2 separate regions of the Zea mays genome follow, and region 2 is linked to region 1. The links are chromatin contacts, called in public Hi-C maps. All regions are on one chromosome and are shown on one strand. The core of a region is the stretch at or near the end of the contact, and the rest is flanking DNA. Distances in the headings are between cores, read along the strand shown. Region 1 holds the start of LOC100273311. Region 2 holds the start of LOC541785 (protein kinase 4).

The links. Hi-C and Micro-C count contacts between places; a contact is called where the count stands out from the background.
Region 2: a Hi-C map of endosperm shows a contact between it and region 1, with 1.8 times the contacts expected there. The contact joins the promoter of LOC541785 here to the promoter of LOC100273311 in region 1. A contact is called at or near these places in 2 of 25 Hi-C or Micro-C datasets (endosperm and leaf).

The regions. Positions count from the first base shown.
Region 1 is chr3:200,401,000-200,404,588 of Zm-B73-REFERENCE-NAM-5.0, forward strand. LOC100273311 reads left to right here and starts at 1,702. Exons shown (of 12, transcript NM_001147752.1): 1 at 1,702-1,988; 2 at 2,127-2,198; 3 at 2,309-2,370; 4 at 3,129-3,212; 5 at 3,405-3,504; 6 at 3,586-3,589. The coding sequence starts at 1,773.
Region 2 is chr3:200,609,676-200,613,543 of Zm-B73-REFERENCE-NAM-5.0, forward strand. It overlaps LOC541785 (protein kinase 4), which reads left to right and starts at 1,813. Exons shown (of 2, transcript NM_001111470.2): 1 at 1,813-3,532. The coding sequence starts at 1,968. The coding sequence ends at 3,524.

The DNA.
Region 1 (3,589 bases), core at 452-2,951:
AGCTTATAAATCTGTTTAGTTCCAAACCCCATTTCCACTGAAATATGCTTACCATATGGGCACAATGTTTCTCCACAATAAATGGTCCAAGAATCCAGGATTATTCCAATGCCAATGCTATGTAGCTTGCACTTGCACATAGAAGGCAATAGGGGATAATGGGGTGCTTGCTCTTTTAACATTGGTTCTTGATATGGAGGGAGTAGCCTGGTTGGCTGGTTTACTGCATCGAACAACTTGCACTTGCACATACCTATATATCTTTTAATGTATGCAAATCTTCTTAACCTTTAAAAGATACTAACAAGAAGGTATAACGATAATTAATGTTTATATATCTCAATATATTTTATCATTATATGTTGACTCTGTAGCAACGCACGGGTATACACCTAGTTTTAATTAGGCCACTAGCGACACAGGCGCCTCTCGTCCACCGTATCTCCCGCGTTGGCACCAACCTGATCCTTCAGAACAGCAGCACCAGCCCCTGCGACTCTGCGAGTCGACCGTGGCGTACGCGCCTATCGACGCCGCGGTCCTGCGGCTTGTGATCGATGGGCACGACTCCAGCGCCGTGGCCGTGCTGCCGGACGGGCTGGAGGCCGAGCCGGCGCGGCGGTGATCGCGTCGAGGAAGGATAAGGAGGACAGGACGGCGGTGCAGTTCGCCGGGTCGCTGGCCACCCTGGCGTTCTAGGTGCTGGCTAGCTCGTCGGCGACGGGCCGGTGATGCGCTCCCGACGAATGCGGTGGAGGTCGTAACGGGCCTGGTGACCTGCACGCTGGGCAAGCGGGCAGCATCAAGAAAGCGCTGATGAGATGTGAGGATTGTTGATCATTTGATCTGCCGGAGGATGCGAACTGTGGTACATATACCTGGAACAAATATAGTTGCAAATTCTGTGCAGTTAAACATATACCTGGAACACGTTGAATCGATCGTGTGACGACTCTAACTGACGATGTACAGCCACCGTACCCGTTTCCTGTACAGATACGGCCGCCGCATCGTCGTAGGCACGTCGTCGTTGTCGATCTCCCAATCATGTGTACCACTTGCGCACGGTTGGATTGGATCAGTGTTCACCAAAAAATTTGTGCCGGCACGCGGCACACACCACAACAACAAACTGCATATCATGGAGGTCACCTTTGCCAACACGTCACGCTTTGCCCGGCTGGTGCGGTGGTGCGGATCAGATAAATGCATCCGTAGCTTATAAAAATGGTGATAGTGTTTTTTCTTCCTGAAAATAGAAATCTAGTTTTGTGATAAACAAATAATTTTTAATTTAACTATTTATAGACATAGTTTGTTTTTAAGAGAAAAAGCTAAAATGCCATAAAATTTGAGAATTAAGACAGTACTGCTTATGATAAGCAAATTTAAACTCAGAATATATTTATATAAAAAAATATTGATATGAGATTGACCAAGCGCTTAGCGCACACGAGAATACGTACAGAAGTGTCCTTCTGCCACGCCAGTCCACATCTCCACGGCCACCGGCAGACGGCACCGAACAAGGGACACACGCGCTCGTAGGCAGTAGGCACGCACACGCCGCCACGTCGCAGCCACGAGCCCACGCCACGAGGCCACGACCCCAAAAACAGCCGTCCACGTCGCTTCCCCGGTCCGGCGACCGCGCCCGCTGTTTTATACGCGACCCGGCGGCCGCACCCGGCTTGCGCACGCCGTTCACGTCCCCCGGCCCCCGCTCTCGTTTCCCCCGCCCGCACCAGGCACGCTCACGCGCTGCGCACCGGATGGCCCCTGCTAACGTGCGCGCGGCGCAGGCGCAGGCCCCCAGCGCCGACCGCAGGTTAAGTACGCTAGTGGGGCACCTGCTGCCTTCCTCCCCACGAAGAGCAGCAGCAGACACCTCCGCCACCTCCACCCTCGAATCGTTCCCCACCATGGCGTCGCAGGGATCCTCCGTCTTCGCCGCACTCGAGCAGGCCCCGGAGGACCCCATCCTCGGAGTAAGTCCGTCTCCCCAGTCCTTTTTAGCTTCCTTTCCCACGGTGATCTGGTTGTCGCTATCGGTCGCGCGGTTTCGATGCGATCGCGGCCTCGTGGGTTTGCTCTGGCTGATCAGTGTTCGTTTGGTTTCTGGGCAGGTGACCGTTGCCTACAACAAGGATCCCAGCCCCGTGAAGGTCAACCTCGGGGTCGGCGCCTACCGGACCGAGGTAAGATGAGTTTGGGGATTTGCTATGAACCTTCTAATTCCCCTTCTGTTTTTTTATTAGTTGGATTGGAGATGGATTTGACGCTCCTGTTCCTATTCTGATCTCTGCAGGAAGGGAAGCCCCTAGTGCTGAACGTGGTCAGGCGCGCCGAGCAAATGTTGATCAATAATCCGTAAGTGTCATGTGAAATCCATATGACCCGCTTGATTTCGTGATCGTGCCTCTGTGGTTATTGAACTTTCAGGCTTAAAGCTCCTGCCCTCAGCCCAAGTGGAAACGGAAGGGGATTTAGATAGTTGCTGGATCTAAAATCTGGATAACACGCCTCTTAATTTGACTAATACTTTCATTCGCATCCATAATAATTATTGACTTGTCCTCTGTAATTGTAGGTGACCTTTCTGTTCAATACTAGTTTTTAAATAAATTTTCTTCTACGTTTAGGACTAGTCTTTTTTTTGCGACTGTATCTGCTCTGTCCCACTGCCGTCTAAGATTCTCTTCTGTAGTCGACCTTCAATTGCTTTCCCTCCTTTCTTTTTTGTGGTACCTGAAAAATTGACCTTCGTTTTGTCTGTGGGGGGAATGGTTTGTCGTTTGCAAGCACTGCCATACTCCCTCTGTCCAAATTTTCTTAAGTTTGAATTGATAGAAAATATTTTCAAATGAGTTTATTATAAAACTAGATTCGAAGGTTGATACTAATTATATATCATAATTATTATATATATATATATATATATGTATGTATATAATTGGTCATATTATACATTGATTACGACTGACTTCTGGGAAAGCGAGAGAAGATAAAAAGGGACGTATGAAGTATGTCTCGTGTGTGTACAAGCCACTGATGCGAAAAAACTGTTGGTGTGGAAGTTTATGATACTTGAAGCTGTATTTTAGACACATTTTTCTTCTTATTTCTAGGTCACGTGTCAAGGAGTACCTACCAATCACCGGTCTGGCTGAATTCAATAAGCTGAGCGCTAAGCTTATCTTTGGCGCTGACAGGTATTCTCTGTTTGACTGGTTTACCCATTTTCCTCATTTGTGGGTCAACTGTTCCTAATGGTGATGTTGTCAACTGTGAATTCTTAGTGTTGAAGTTTCATTACATAAAAATAAGTTCCCTAGCTACTGGTTCTGGTTTATTCAGGTTTTATTACTTCATTAGGGAGCTGATTTTTTTTTTGAATCGAATAGCCCTGCTATTCAGGAGAATAGGGTTGCTACCGTGCAGTGCCTATCGGGTACTGGTTCTTTAAGAGTCGGAGGTGAATTTCTTGCAAGGCACTATCACGAGGTTAAACTTTTCTTGCTCCTATCTGTTTTGCTGCTTCCTGATTATAATGCATGACTGCTAAATCATACAAATATATTCCAGCGCA
Region 2 (3,868 bases), core at 563-3,062, 210 kb after region 1:
AATATCTTCCCCTTCTCGATTCCTACTACCATACCCAAAACCTCCATGAGTCCGCTCATAACCTACATTTGTTGAACCTACATGACCATTGAGATCTTCTCCTATGAAAAACTTCTCATTGGTGGGTACCGCTCTGACCATGCCATATAAGTCTTCCAAGAACTCCCACTTCTCGCTCTCACTGAGACCAACCTGAGCGGCATATGCACTTATAATCATCAAGACTACACCCTCCAAAACTAGTTTGACTAGTATAATCTTATCTCCCTGCCTTTTGACGTCCACCACTCCATCCTTGAGGGTCTTATCAATCGGGATACCTACTCCATTTTTGTTTGCCACTATTCCTGAGTACCATAGTTTGAAACCAGTGTTCTCCACCTCCTTCGCTTTTTGCCCTTTCCATTTTGTCTCCTGGACACATAGAATACTAACACACCTCCTGCTCGCTGCATTGACTAACTCTCTTAGCTTACCTGTAAGGGACCCTACGTTCCAACTACCTACACGGATCCTAGTCGGCTCAACTAGCTTCCTTATCCCTTGCACTCGTTGAGACAGATGCAAAGACCCTTGCACATTTGTCACTACACCCGGGCGCCGATGTAGCGCGCCACTAAGGAAGCGATGACTCGATCCTTACTCACTTGACACCGCATCCAGATCATGACACGGCGCGCCACCAAAGGGGTGGCGTCCCAGCCCTTGCCCAGTTAACACCATACCCTGGTTCCGATATAGCGTGTCGCTAAGAGGGTTACGCCCCAACGGTTTTCTATTGGGTTTCATCTCCATTTTGAGTGGCTAAGTTTTTATAGCTGGCTCGCCACGCCTAACACAACCCTGCTCCTTGTATCTGGACTTGGGACCAGGCTATGCTGCACCAACATATGCTGGGACAACAACAAAAAGATGATTATTATTATATATCTCTTCTCTTCTCTATCTCTACTCATAAAAAGCGCCAGTTTTTCTAGTTTCCATCATCGTCCCTTTCTTACGCTTCTTTATAATCTAACCCACAGTCCACTATTGTCGTCAAGTGACATGCACAGTGCTTCCGGATAGTACCACCTCGCTGGCTAAAAGATGACGGACAATCAAGTTAGTTATAAAAAAGGGTAGATCTCCTTTTCAACTCATATCTTTCTTAACCTTTTAGTTAAGATAAAGTGCAATAATACAATTTAATATCTGATACGTAGAGCATAAGTCCACTTTAATTTTAAATCTATTTTTTTATAGAAAAAGCCCACTTTAATTTTAATTTTTTGGTAGAGTCAATCACACTGGCTTGTCATTCGTATAACTATTACATTATACCATCAAATATAATTGGTGTGTCGTCCTAGTAAGGTATAGATACTGTACTATTTAAGTGCTTTATTGTGCTGTTCTTATGGTTTATCATTTCCAATTAAAAATATTCAGCTTTCCCGTTGGCTAATATTTTGTACCTATAGACACGAACCAATGCACAACACACTCCCTTTATGGCTAGTTTGGGAACTCCATTTTCCCATTGGATTTCTATTTTCTCAAGTGAAAATGAACTAATTTTCCTTGGGAAAATGAGAATCCCTTGGTAAAATGTGGTTCCCAAATTAGCCCTTACCTGGAAAAAAACCCAACCAATGCATATCACACGCATCACGATGCCTAAACTAGGGCAATTCATCATCAGAAAAGGAAAAGGCTGTACAAAAGAAGCGACATCCACGGCCGAAATGGATCCAGCCCAGCAAAACACGGAAACGGCGAGGCATAAAGCAAAAGCAACACACCCGAGCAAAACTACGGAGTACGATACAAACAAAACGAGCAGCCGGAAAATATCCCCACCCAAGCAGGGCCATAAAACGCAAGCAGCGCAGCTGCACAGAATTGTTATCGCAGGGGGCATTAAGCTGCCTGCCTCCGCTGCCGGCCGTGCTACCTAATCGCCGCGCTTGTTTTCCCACCGCCCGATGGCCGCCATCACGCCGCCGACGCAGTCGGAGCCGTCGCCGCAGACGGGGCGCCCGGCCTCGTCTGCCGCCGCCGCGGCCAAGCGTGGAGGGGGCGGGGCTGGTGCCGCCGGCGGGCCGCTGATGGGGAAGTACGAGCTGGGGCGCCTCCTGGGGCACGGCACCTTCGCGAAGGTGTACCACGCGCGGCACGTCGACACGGGGGACAACGTTGCCATCAAGGTGCTCGACAAGGAGAAGGCCGTGAAGAGCGGGCTCGTCCCGCACATCAAGCGCGAGATCGCTGTGCTACGCCGCGTGCGCCACCCGAACATCGTGCACCTGTTCGAGGTTATGGCCACAAAGACTAAGATCTACTTCGTCATGGAGCTCGTCCGCGGCGGCGAGCTCTTCTCCCGCGTCTCCAAGGGCCGACTCAGGGAGGACACCGCGCGCCGCTACTTCCAGCAGCTCGTCTCCGCCGTGGGGTTCTGCCACGCCCGCGGCGTCTTCCACCGCGACCTGAAGCCCGAGAATCTACTCGTCGACGAGCAGGGGAACCTCAAGGTATCGGATTTTGGGCTCTCCGCCGTCGCCGAGCAGTTCCGTCCCGACGGCCTGCTCCACACCTTCTGCGGCACGCCGGCCTATGTGGCCCCCGAAGTGCTCGGCCGCCGCGGGTACGACGGCGCCAAGGCAGACGTGTGGTCGTGCGGTGTCATCCTCTTTGTGCTCATGGCCGGATATCTCCCTTTCCATGACAAAAACATCATGGCCATGTACAAGAAGATTTACAAGGGCGAGTTCCGCTGTGCGAGGTGGTTCTCCAAAGACCTTACCAGCTTGCTGATGCGCATTCTTCACACTAATCCCAACACTCGGATCACTTTGCCGGAGATCATGGAGTCCCGCTGGTTCAAGAAAGGATTCAAGCCTGTCAAGTTCTATATCGAGGATGACCAGCTGCATAACGTTATAGATGACGAAGATGGCCTGTTAGATATGGGACCTGCTGGTCCTGTTCCTCCACCATTGCCACCTCCACCGCCACCTCTACCTCCACCAAAGGTTGATGGTGATGAATCAGGGTCTGACTCAGACTCGTCGATCTCATCCTGCCCTGCTTCAATGTTATCTGATGAGAGCCAAAGGCCCCGTGGCTCTCTACCACGTCCAGCAAGTCTTAATGCCTTTGATATCATATCATTTTCAAGGGGATTTAACTTATCAGGGTTATTTGAGGAGAAAGGGGATGAAGTGAGGTTCATCTCGGCTGAGCCCATGTCAGATATCATAACCAAATTGGAGGACATAGCGAAGCTGAAGAGCTTCAAGTTGCGGAGGAAGGACTGGCGCATCTGCCTGGAGGGTACAAGGGAAGGAGTTAAGGGGCCATTAACAATTGGCGCGGAGATATTTGAACTCACACCTCCCCTTGTAATGGTGGAGGTAAAAAAGAAGGCAGGGGATAATGAAGAGTACGAGAACTTCTGTGACAAGGAATTGAAGCCAGGGATGCAGCACCTTGTCCACCATATGGTCCGAGCTCCAAGTATGCTGCTTACTGATGCCAAGTAGATCGAAAGGTAGTAATTTCCACTCACTTTTTCTTCTTATGATGTCACTGATGCCATTCTGAATAATATTTTTAATAATATTTATTTCCACGACTCACGCTAATTCAGGCATGACGTGTTTGCATTGCTAATTCCATGTGAATAGAGATGAATCTCCTGGCCCTTGCTAGTCTTGGAACTTACTAATATTGCTAATTGCATGTTGGAAACAAGCAAGGTCTGAAATTGTCTCCTGAATGATTACTTGAAATGCATCATCACTTGATCAAAATTTAATTCTATATACCGTTGTTCTAATGGCTCTGCAGTTGCTTAGCGATTGATTTCTTTATTTCTAGGTGTAGG